2 separate regions of the Capra hircus genome follow, and region 1 is linked to region 2. Evidence: chromatin contacts called from public Hi-C data. All regions are on one chromosome and are shown on one strand. The core of a region is the stretch at or near the end of the contact, and the rest is flanking DNA. Distances in the headings are between cores, read along the strand shown. Region 1 has its middle 92 kb from the start of GPAT3. Region 2 holds the start of FAM175A (BRCA1-A complex subunit Abraxas).

Evidence for each region. Hi-C and Micro-C count contacts between places; a contact is called where the count stands out from the background.
Region 1: a contact with region 2 is called in a Hi-C map of liver, with 5 times the contacts expected there. The contact joins the enhancer-like site here to the promoter of FAM175A in region 2. A contact is called at or near these places in 4 of 5 Hi-C or Micro-C datasets (blood and liver).

What each region holds. Positions count from the first base shown.
Region 1 is chr6:98,835,299-98,840,738 of ARS1.2, forward strand. No RefSeq gene overlaps it. Among named protein-coding and RNA genes, the nearest start is that of GPAT3, 92 kb to the left of the region's middle. Within about 2 kb of position 2,998, at least 2 of the 5 cell types and tissues checked have an H3K27ac peak or open chromatin away from gene starts, as enhancers often do.
Region 2 is chr6:98,706,987-98,712,235 of ARS1.2, forward strand. It overlaps FAM175A (BRCA1-A complex subunit Abraxas), which reads right to left and starts at 2,983. Exons shown (of 9, transcript XM_018049680.1): 1 at 2,874-2,983. The coding sequence starts at 2,960.

The DNA.
Region 1 (5,440 bases), core at 1,748-4,247, 130 kb after region 2:
CAGGAGTGAAGCCCACAGAGGCTAGGAGGCTGCATAAGGCCCCACAGCTTTTGAGATGGAGTCACAGCTAGTATACATCTAAGATAGTTCTTTATAAATATTTTACTGCTCTAGTTTTCAAAATGGCTGCCACTCCTATCACTTGTTTTCCTTAATTCTAACTCTTTGCCTCAGCATTTCAATTGCTTTTCTGATTCATTGATACTGTATGTCTTCTGGTTCTTCTCTCTCACCTTTGTCTCCCCATCAACCTGTCTGGCAATATCTGAACCTTTTACCTTCCCCTGCCCTATACACGCAATTGGAATTTTCCTTTAGGCTCACTCCTTTCTTCTTTTCTGTCATCACCATTCAGGCAGGATTCAGACCTGTTCACTCCGTTGCTAGATTATAACAGTCTTGGAACCAAAACTCTCCAAATCTGAAGCCACCATTAGATTCAGCTTCCTAAAATACCCTTTCATCCTATCCTGGTTCCTTACTAGGTGCCAAACAAAGGTCAGTTCCTTAGCTTGGAATTCTAGGCTCCCCACAGTATGGTTCCAAACTAATAAAAATTTATTATTCATTTATTTAGATTTATTTATGTATTTATTTTTTTGAGGACCCCCTAGGTGGCTCAGGTAAAGAATCCACCTGCCAGTGCAGGAGACATAAGAGACAGGGGTGTGATCCCTGGGGCGGGAAGACCCCTTGGAGGAGGAATTGGCTACCCATTTATTTTTGGCTGTGCTGGGTCTTTGTTGCTGTATAGGGGCTTTTTTCTAATTGTGGCAAGGGGCAGGGGGCTACTCTCTAGTTGCAGTACGCAGGCTTCTCTTTACTGTGACTTCTCTTGTTGTTATTTAATTTTTAATTTTTATTTTTAGAGCATGGGTTCTAGGACACATGGGCTCAGTAGTGGTGGTGCCCAGGCTTAGCTGCCCTGCAGCATGTGGCATCTTCCCTGCCCAGTGATGGAACCCGTGTCCCCTGCATCGGCAGGCGGATTTTTAATCACTGGACTACCAGGGAATGTTCAGCATCAATTTTTAAAAATCTATAAAATGGGCATAAAGTTGTTACTGAAATAATATACTTAAACACTTATTAAACTATAAAATATTCTGCTAATGTGAGGTGTTAATAGTACCTTCACAGAAAACTCTGAGATGTAAATAGGGAAGGAGTTATTCTTTGTTTTAGAGGGGAGTAAATGAAAACAGATTGGTAACAGGGTTTGTGGTCACTGTGAATTAGTGATGAGGGCAGGACTCAAATTTCTGATTTACTGTCTAACACTCTTCCATGATGTCATATCCAGTGTTCAGAGGAGTGGAAGGTGTACAAACCAGGAGAGGTGGTAGGAAGATGTATATTTTTTAAAAACATGAGCAAATGAATGTGGTGATTTCAGAGCTGTCCCTGTGGAGTTGAACCTAAGGCATCTCTCTGCAGAGGCTGTATATTTGGTTGTCAGTACATTGAAAAGAAACATAGCTACACTTTAGGTATGTTTTAGTTAAATTAAAAGATGGACGTGTATTTATTTTAAGGTGATGATTGAGATACCTTCCCCATGTGTAATGGAATTTTCTTTTTTGGCAATGCTGAAGACAGTTCATTTAGCTGCATATGTTGTCGGTGAAATTTCCCACATGCTTACATGAAGCATTTGTCTTCTCCAGATGGCCTGTGTAAAGCCCAGTTGTTCTTCCAAATAAATTTATAGTTATGACGACTGTGGTATCTCTCTAGACTAGATGAAAGTTTTTTTCTTAGAAAAGGAAATGGTCTCTTTCCATTCAAACAGGCAAAGTGGGCACCCAATTGTACTAAGGCTGAAACTTGATGGAGTCTGAATTAGAGAGGTCAGTAGGTTAGGGATCCTGCTTTTATTCCCTCTCCATCCTTCAAATCTGTGTGGTCTTAAGCTCCCTCCATAAAAGAACCCCAAACATAAAAGATCTCCAGAAAAGGGTCCACAGATTTTTTTTGTCAGTAATACCTTCCTTTCTTTGTTAAAAATTCAAACATTTATTATTCAACAGTTAATACATAAGAAAGGATGTCTGTATCACATACGTAATTAAGAAACCTACTAATAAGTTGAATATCCATGGAACCACTAATCTACTTCTGAGCCAGGACATGGTTAATGCTATTCAATTGATCTGTGGTTCATTTCCTTCCTCCTTCTTCCCTTCCCACTATGAACCACATTGTGCTTTCCAAAATTTTCATGAGCTGACTATATTTATAAAGAGTTTTGAAATCTTTTAGAAGAATATGCAATGTGACTTCAGATGTGTATTTATTAATACAGTAATTCTTCACTTCGTGCTGAGGGCTTTCAAGTCTATGATCTTCTTTGAAATTCACAACAGTTCTATGAATTAACTCGGATGGAAATTTTATACTTTTGCAGGTAGAGAAAAGAGGCTCACCCAGGACTCATAACTGATGAGTAGGTATCAGAGTTGAGGTTAGAACCAGAGCCTTCAGACCCCAAGTCCTATGATCTTTGCTCATAACGACATTGCCCGTGAATGAGTAGTTGACACTGAATAGATTTCCAAGGAGAAATCCAACTTCCTGACCTGATAGAAATATTGCTGCGGGTCACAACAGTAGACCACAGGAGCTTGTTTTGTTAGCAGATCCAGAGACTCAGGGCCACGTAGGGTACCTTATTTTTCCTTTTTTTCTTTTCTTTTTTTACCAAGCCCTCAGCTTGGTATCTGAAACACAGTAGGTCCAGGTAAGAAGCCTGGTTTTGGCATCCAGCATCATGGCATTGCAAACTGGCTCTTCATACAGTAGCTATGTGACATTGGGCAGATAAATTAACCTCTGTAAGCCCCAGCTACTCCCTTGTAAAATGAGTTTAATCATACCAATTCTCAGGAGTGCTGAGAGGAGTAAATGAGACAATGACTATGTAGTGACAGCAGAGGGATTGCCAGGGAGCAAGCACTGAATAGATTGTAGCTAAAAATAAAAAAAAGAGTGTCTGTTTCCATGTCCTTGGGTGACTCATTTGATTCCATCTGTTCTCCGCTTTCCAAAGCTTCAGAGCCTTATATGTGCAGGGAGGGGGTTAGACAAAGATGAATTCTCAGGTCTTTCAAGCTCTGACTTTCAGTGAAGCTAAATACAGTTCCCAAGACTTCTGCTGACTTAGTTTAACTTATTATTTGACTTTCGAAAACCATATCCAAATGCCTTCATTGTTTATACTTCCAAGTCCTCACGTGACACAGACTAGTGTGACAAGATAGAACTGCAAAATAATAACCAATGCTTTCTTTTTCTGCAATTTTCTTGTTGATCCATAGGCCACTGTTAGCATTTACTGCTTTGGCCCTAGAAAGTGTAAAAACTGAGTTTCATGTGATTAAAAAAATGCATAGCCGCATTTATTATTATATTGCAAATCAAGCTTCCTATTGGAAGAGTCAAACTTTTGAAAGAAAAAAGGAGGCCTTAAGCATTGAGTTACCTTTCTAACTGTTGTCTGGAAAGCATGTGCAATGGTGTGGTAGTAGCTTCCCATCAGACAGGCATTAAAGTCTAAGTCTAATGTTAGAAGCCAAGTTTCAGACAGAACATGACCGAGACTTTGATGCTGTTGAGTGTCTGAGAGGAGCCTTCTGCGCTGAGCCGTGTAGTGGAGGTGGAGGATGAGAAAGGAGAGACATTTTAAATTCATCTGGAAGGATGTCAGAGCAGAGAGGACCTGCCTCTTATTTCCCAGGTGAGCTTTAAGGCAGCAAGCCTTTGAAGTCCTTCTGTCCCAGCGCCCATGCTAAGATGGCGCAGCTGAAGAAGAGCAGAATGGTGTGGCGTGTGTAGGCACAGTGTCCTCCCATGGCTCACCCACAGGTGCGAGTGAAGTTGCACAGAGCAACTTACCAGCAGGGGTGGGGAATTGACTGGCAGCCAAGGAGGAACCTGGAGAAGCCTTGGAGCATGGCTGAGGAGGACCCACGATGACTTGCATGGGGGTGGTGGCCAGAGGAGAGGAGTGGTGCCTCCCTCCCGTGAGGCGAAGAAGGGCAGGATGAATCGTGTAAGCAACAAAACCAGCCTGAGAGGAGGCCGCTGGAGAACGGCTGATGGACTGTATTCCTGTGGATGGTAGGCCAATAGACTACCCCACTCAGTCTGGGACACAGGTGGACACAGTTACCAGGCATGCCGGCTGCTGTGTGTTTTACTAGATTAGATCCAAAGTGTCAATTTTGTTTTTTTCTTTTTTGCCCCACCACATAGCATGTGGGATCTTAGGTTCCACTGCTGCTGCTAAGTCGGATCAGTCATGTCTGACTCTGTGCTACCCGGTAGACGGAAACCCACTAGGCTCCTCTGTCCCTGGGATTATCTGGGCAAGAATACTGGAGTGGGTTGCCATTTCCTTCCAGGGACCTAACCTGCAGTGGAAGAGTGAAGTCTTAACCTTTGGATCGCCAGGGAGGTCCCCCGAGGTGCTATGGAAACCTAGCCACATGTTTCAGAGCCTTCCTGGGAATAGACCCCCATATCACTTGCTACTTAATATTAAACAGTAATATTAAAATATTCAATTATTTTTAGTCTGTACCTTTTCCTCTTGGGATTTGAGTTACTGGCTGTTTGTTCTATCTTTTAAAAAAACAAAAACCAAACCACCATCTCCTCCCCCTAAACCACCACTGGTCATCAGGCTTCTGAAATTGAAGAAGGAGGAGTGAAGAAAGAGGGAGTTAAAGCCCTGAAATGGGGAAATGGTTCAGAAATAATACTTTCTTAGCAATAAAATTCTATCTTATTTTTCTGTGCATGTAAGCAGCTTTGCATACATCCCCTCGATTGAGCCATGTAAATTAGGCTGTTACAAATGAGGAAGAAGAGATTCAGATTTCTAGGTTGAAGCTCTTTCTGCTGCCATTATGATCAGAAACACAGTGCCTAGAAGTGTATGCGTGTGCGTACTGCGCATGTGTTGGAGGTGGGGGAGAAGGTGTGGGGACTGAAGGCAGATTTTTCTAGAGGAAAATGTCAAAACAGCCCAATCACTCAACAAAGGCATGATGAATGAAGGAATAGAGTGATTTGCTTCAACAAGTCATGAGGATCTGGCTTTAACTATATGGATAATGGCCCTTTTAATTCCTGTTTTCCTTATGGCATCACCACGTACTGTTCGTCAAAATGTTCTGGGAGGAAAACGCCAGCGCTCAGAGATCACGCCAATTATTGTGGAGACTCTTCAAAGACTATTATGCTTCACTCTGCTCAAGGGTACATGGCACACCGTAGGACCTAGAGGAGTTTACACTAGGTTTACAGGCTCTAAGGGACATATGGACTCTTCTGTGTCTTTTCCTTTTTTTTTTTTGAGTAGCAGAAGCATCCCCCTTAACTGGGTTCTTAGTGGGCCTGTCAGTCAAGATGCCTCTCCTTGGGCCAAGGGTTGATC
Region 2 (5,249 bases), core at 1,733-4,232:
AAGGTGGATTCTTTACTGGCTGATCCACCAGGGAAGCTCCATTTGTAAGGAAAGCTTACAAAGAGTCTGCCTGCAATGCCAGAGACACGGGTTCGGTCCCTGGGTTGGGAAGATTCCCTGGAGAAGGAAAATGGCAACTGGCTCCAGTTTTCTTGCCTGGGAAAGCCCATGGACAGAGGACTCAGGTGGGCGACAGTCCATGGGGTCTCAAGAGCTGGACACAACTTAGCGACTAACCCACCACCCATCTGTAAGGAAATCATCATAGGTAGAAGGAACAGTGCCAATAACCGACCATCCTAAATGACCAGGGGCATCAATGGCACAGGCTTCTGAGAGTCAGTGGTGGCTTCTGCGCTATGAAATGACACAGGGTGGGCTTTTTAGATTAAGAACCGTGCTCATAACTAATGAATTGGAAATCAATATCAGAGTCTGCTTTATAAAAGAGGAGCTTGGTTCTTTTTAAGATGTAGGCATTTTGCCACAACAGCAGTGACTTCTGTGAATTTCAGAGAATTCAATTATTTCTCTTGGTACATTTAGAGACAAAACGTGCTTGACAATGAATATTTAATCTTTATAATTAGTTAAGACTATTTTTAAAAATTCATTAAAAGAAGAATGCAAAACAATGTTTCCACCAGGTGAGTCTTCATTAGAATCAAAGGGGAACGATCCACAATCTACTCTCTAGTGTTCTAGGCAAAGCCCTGGAAAAGAGACAACAGAAGACAATACAACTACCCAGAAAACCACCTTTCAAAGGCTTTAGGAAAAAGATCTGAGAAGCAAAGCCCTAACAGTATGGTACTTTGCAAGTGCTAATCCTTTAAGCTACACAGGATTAGACCCATTCTGTTTATATTTACACTAAGATATTTGAAGATAATTTCCACAACACACGTATTTTAAATCATCATGTATTTGCTCTATGCTAGGTGTTAAGCTACAATGTAATTTAAATTTGCATACATGAAAGCTATCCATTCCAACCTTATTAGTTAAGTTGCTCAGTCATGTATGACTCTTTGCGACCCCATGAATCGCAGCACGCCAGGCCTCCCTGTCCATCACCAACTCCCAGAGTTCACTCAGACTCATGTCCATCGAGTTGGTGATGCAACAGCTCATCCTCTGTCGTCCTCTTCTCCTCCTGCCCCCAATCCCTCCCAGCATCAGAGTCTTTTCCAATGAGTCAACTCTTCACATAAGGTGGCCAAAGTACTGGAGTTTCAGCTTCAGCATCAATCCTGCCAATGAACACCCAGGACTGATCTTCTTTAGAATGGACTAGTTGGATCTCTTTGCAGTCCAAGGGATTCTCAAGAGTCTTCTCCAACACCACAGTTCAATTCTTCAGTGCTCAGCTTTCTTCACAGTCCAACTCTCACATCCATACATGACCACTGGAAAAACCATAGTCTTGACTAGACGGACCTTTGTTGGCAAAGTAATGTCTCTGCTTTTCAATATGCTGTCTAGGTTGGTCATAACTTTTCTTCCAAGGAGTAAGCGTCTTTTAATTTCATGGCTGCAGTCACCATCTGCAGTGATTTTGGAGCCCACAAAAGTAAAGTCTGACACTGTTTCCGCTGTTTCCCCATGTATCTGCCATGAAGTGATTATTAGGATTGCGCCAAAAAACTATTTTGGAAGAGACAAGCCTTTATTACAAAATGAAAGGCACAAAATTTAGCAGAAATCACAAAGCTCCGAACAGTACAATATTCTCTAAACCCTATTAGCAAGTTACTAAGCACCTCCCTGGTGGCTCAGACGGCCAAGAATCTGCCTGCCATGCAGGAGGCCTACGTTCGATTCCTGGGTCAGGAAGATCCCCTGGAGAAAGGAATGGCAACCCACTCCAGTATTCTTGCCTGGAGAATACCAAGGACAGAGGAGCCTGGCAGGCTATACAGCCCATAGGGTCGCAAAGAGTCGGACACCACTGAACGGCTAACACAAAACACTTACTCTTTATGACACTATTTCTCGGGCTCAAAGTTTTACAGTGGTTTTTAGTTTCATAATTGGAGAAGGAAATGGCAACCCACTCCAGTGTTATTGCCTGAAGAATCCCAGGGACGGGGGAGCCTGGTGGGCTGCCGTCCATGGGGTGGCACAGAGTCGGACACGACTGAAGTGACTTAGCAGCAGTTAGTTTCATAAACATAAAAGTTAAAAATAGGCTATATTTTAAAAACCTACTTCACTACTTAACTTTATCTAGAGGTTTTGAACCTAGGCAAAGTGTGAAGTCAGCATTTAAATATTTAATATTGGAGGTTATACTTAAATGTTTATAAGCGAAAGCTGAGGCCATAGCTTAATAGATTTGACACCAACGCAAACAAGTCAAGATATACATCTTCTCCGCGTACTAAGACTGACGCCAAAATAGCCACCGGTGGCATCATCCATCTTTCCTTTACAAGCCATCCATTTGAGCAAAGGTGCCCAGCTGCGGCTCCGCAAGGGAAACACCGAGTTGTCTGGGAAAACCACGGTCGGGAGCGAGGAGCAAGTTAACCCGCAACGTTCCGAGCCGCGGCGGGAACGCTGTGTGAACTTTCTATTCCTTCACGGCCGAGTTCGACCAGAAAAGGGGGACTGCCGAGAGACACGGGGGCGTGCGGGGCACGAAAACGCAAACACTGGTTGCTAGAGGGGAGCTGAACCTGGAGAAGAAATCTCTAGGACCTCCCGGGAGCGAGAGAAGGCAGCTCCACGGCAGAGAGCCTGGGCGTCGGCGGCGGCGGGAAGCCCACGGGCGGGACCCGAGCAGCGTCGGCCCGGAGGTCGCCCAAGCGCACGGGGTTGGGGGGCCCCTTCCGAAGCGACGCCGGATCCCGCCCCCGCCCTCGGCTCACCGTGTCCGAGTCGGTGTTGAGGTGCTGGAAGGCGAGCGCGCCGAGCACAAACCCAGACAGCACCGCCGACGTGCTCTCGCCCTCCATGCTTCCGTCGCCGCCGCGCGGCCCCAGGGGGCGGGGCGTGGGCGGGGCCGAGTGAGGAGGCGGAGTCGCGCCAGGAGGCGGGCCTACGCCTGCGCAGTGGCCACGGCGCGCTCCGCCGTGCCGCGGACCGGCGGGCGAGGCTCGGGCGCCCTCTGGTGGGAAGGCCGCGGCGAAGAGGTTGTGACGTGCTCAGGTCCGTCTTTCTGGGTGTTGGGCAACTGCTCTGCCCAGGGCCAGGAATAGCGCCTTAGTAGCACTCAGGGGCCCAGGCATACAAACGAAAGTATGGAAGATGAAAACAGCTGACAGAATAGAAGCATTGCCTAGTGGCATAATATCACAATGGAAATGCCACGTTTGGAGTTTTCACAGAGTCAGATGCTGTGCTTTACTATTTGAAACTTCTAGAATACTAAGGACAATGTCAGAGAATGTCTCTTCTAGAACTCTCTAGCAGTGTTCCATGTCGTGGAGTGAGGGAGAGGGATGGATTTCTTTGAATGTTTGCTTTAGAAAATTGAGGACTCAATTCAAAGAATCTGCAGACTGTTTAACCTTCTTCTGACAAGTTAGTGATAGTTATAAACATGCTGATCATTTGATAAGGGTGCTGCAGAAACCAGTAATTAAGAAACCAAGCACCACAGTCAGAGAGGTGGAGAACTCAGGTTTATTACGCTGGCGGGCCCAGAGAAGTTAACACTCCAAGCTCTGAGCCCCGAGCAAAGGGATTACAGAGTTTTTATACACAAACTATAGTGGGCATCACTAGCTGCTAATAGGCTGGTTTAAACTAAGGGGTTTTGCATACCCGGGTACAGTGGTCAAGATGGGGAGGGGGATGCCTGACCTTTCCACAGACAGGCGTGATTAAGCAGGTTTGCAGGGGCTGGATAATTGGGAAGAGCAGACAAGGATGAGTGAGATTAGCTCCAGTTCCTAGTATTGTAAGTCCCCACTTTCTGAGACTACGTGACCTACGTGATCTAGACTTTGCAAGGGGCAAGCTGAATTACAGAAGTAGAATGAGCAGGAGGTTATTTAAAATTTTAACTTGCCGTCTTCAAGGGGAGTAGGAAGATTATGAATTAACAATTTTCCACACGTGATATGTAAAGCTATGGTTTTTAAATGAAAGCTAGCTATATATCAGACTACTGAATTAAATTAATATTGCTTGTTTCTGGGTTTTGTTGTGTAGCAGCCATATTTGACTAACATATTGAAGACATGTATAGCATTAAAAGTTATGTTTTTTCTCTAAAGTTAAGTTTCTTGCTGTCATTTCAGCAAAGTTACTGTTAATACAAAAAGATTTTCACTTAAGTTGTGTTTTATAGGTAATAATGATATAAAGGATTAAAAACTTTTTAAAAGTTTGTCCAAGAGAATGAAAGCTAACCCTCACATACAAGAGCGAATGATTTTTGACATGGTTGCCAAGACAATTCACTGGGGGAAGGACAGGCTTTTCAATAAATGCAAAAGAATGTAATTAAACCCTTACTTTTTGCCATATACAATAATTAGCTCAAAATGAATTATATACCTAAATGAAAGACCTAAAACTAGCATTCATAGAAGAAAACATGGGGGGAATCTTCATGACAGTGGATTTGGCCATGATTTTTTTGTAGGTAACACCAAAGGAAAAAAAAGACGAATTTTATTTACTCATCAAATTAAAAACTTTGTTGATCAAACAACACTATCAGGGGAGTGAAAAGGCAACATACAGAATAGGAGAAGTATTTATGAATCATGTATCTGATAAGGAATTAATATCCAGAGTACATATAAAGAGCTATAATTCAATGACAGCAGAAAAAAAAATTAGCAAAGGACTTGAGTAGACTTTTCTGTAAAGAAGATGCACAGGTTTCCCAGGTGGTGCTACTGCTAAAGAATCTACTTGCCAATGCAGGAGATGCAAGAGACCTTGTCTGATCCTTGGGTCAGGAATCCTTGGAGTAGGAAAAGGCAACCCACTTCAGTATTCTTGCCTGGAAAAATTCCATGGACAGAGGAGCCTGGTGGGCTAAGTCCATGGAGTTGCAAAGAGTCGGACATGACTTAATGACTGAGCATGCACTCAATAAGTACACGAAAAAATACTTAACATCACTAGTCATTCAGTCCAGTTCAGTTGCTCAGTTGTGAATTGCAGCACGCCAGGCCTCCCTGTCCATCACCAACTCCCAGAGTTCACTCAGACTCACATCCATCGAGTCAGTGATGCCATCCAGCCATCTTATCCTGGGTCGTCCCCTTCTCCTCCTGCCCCCAATC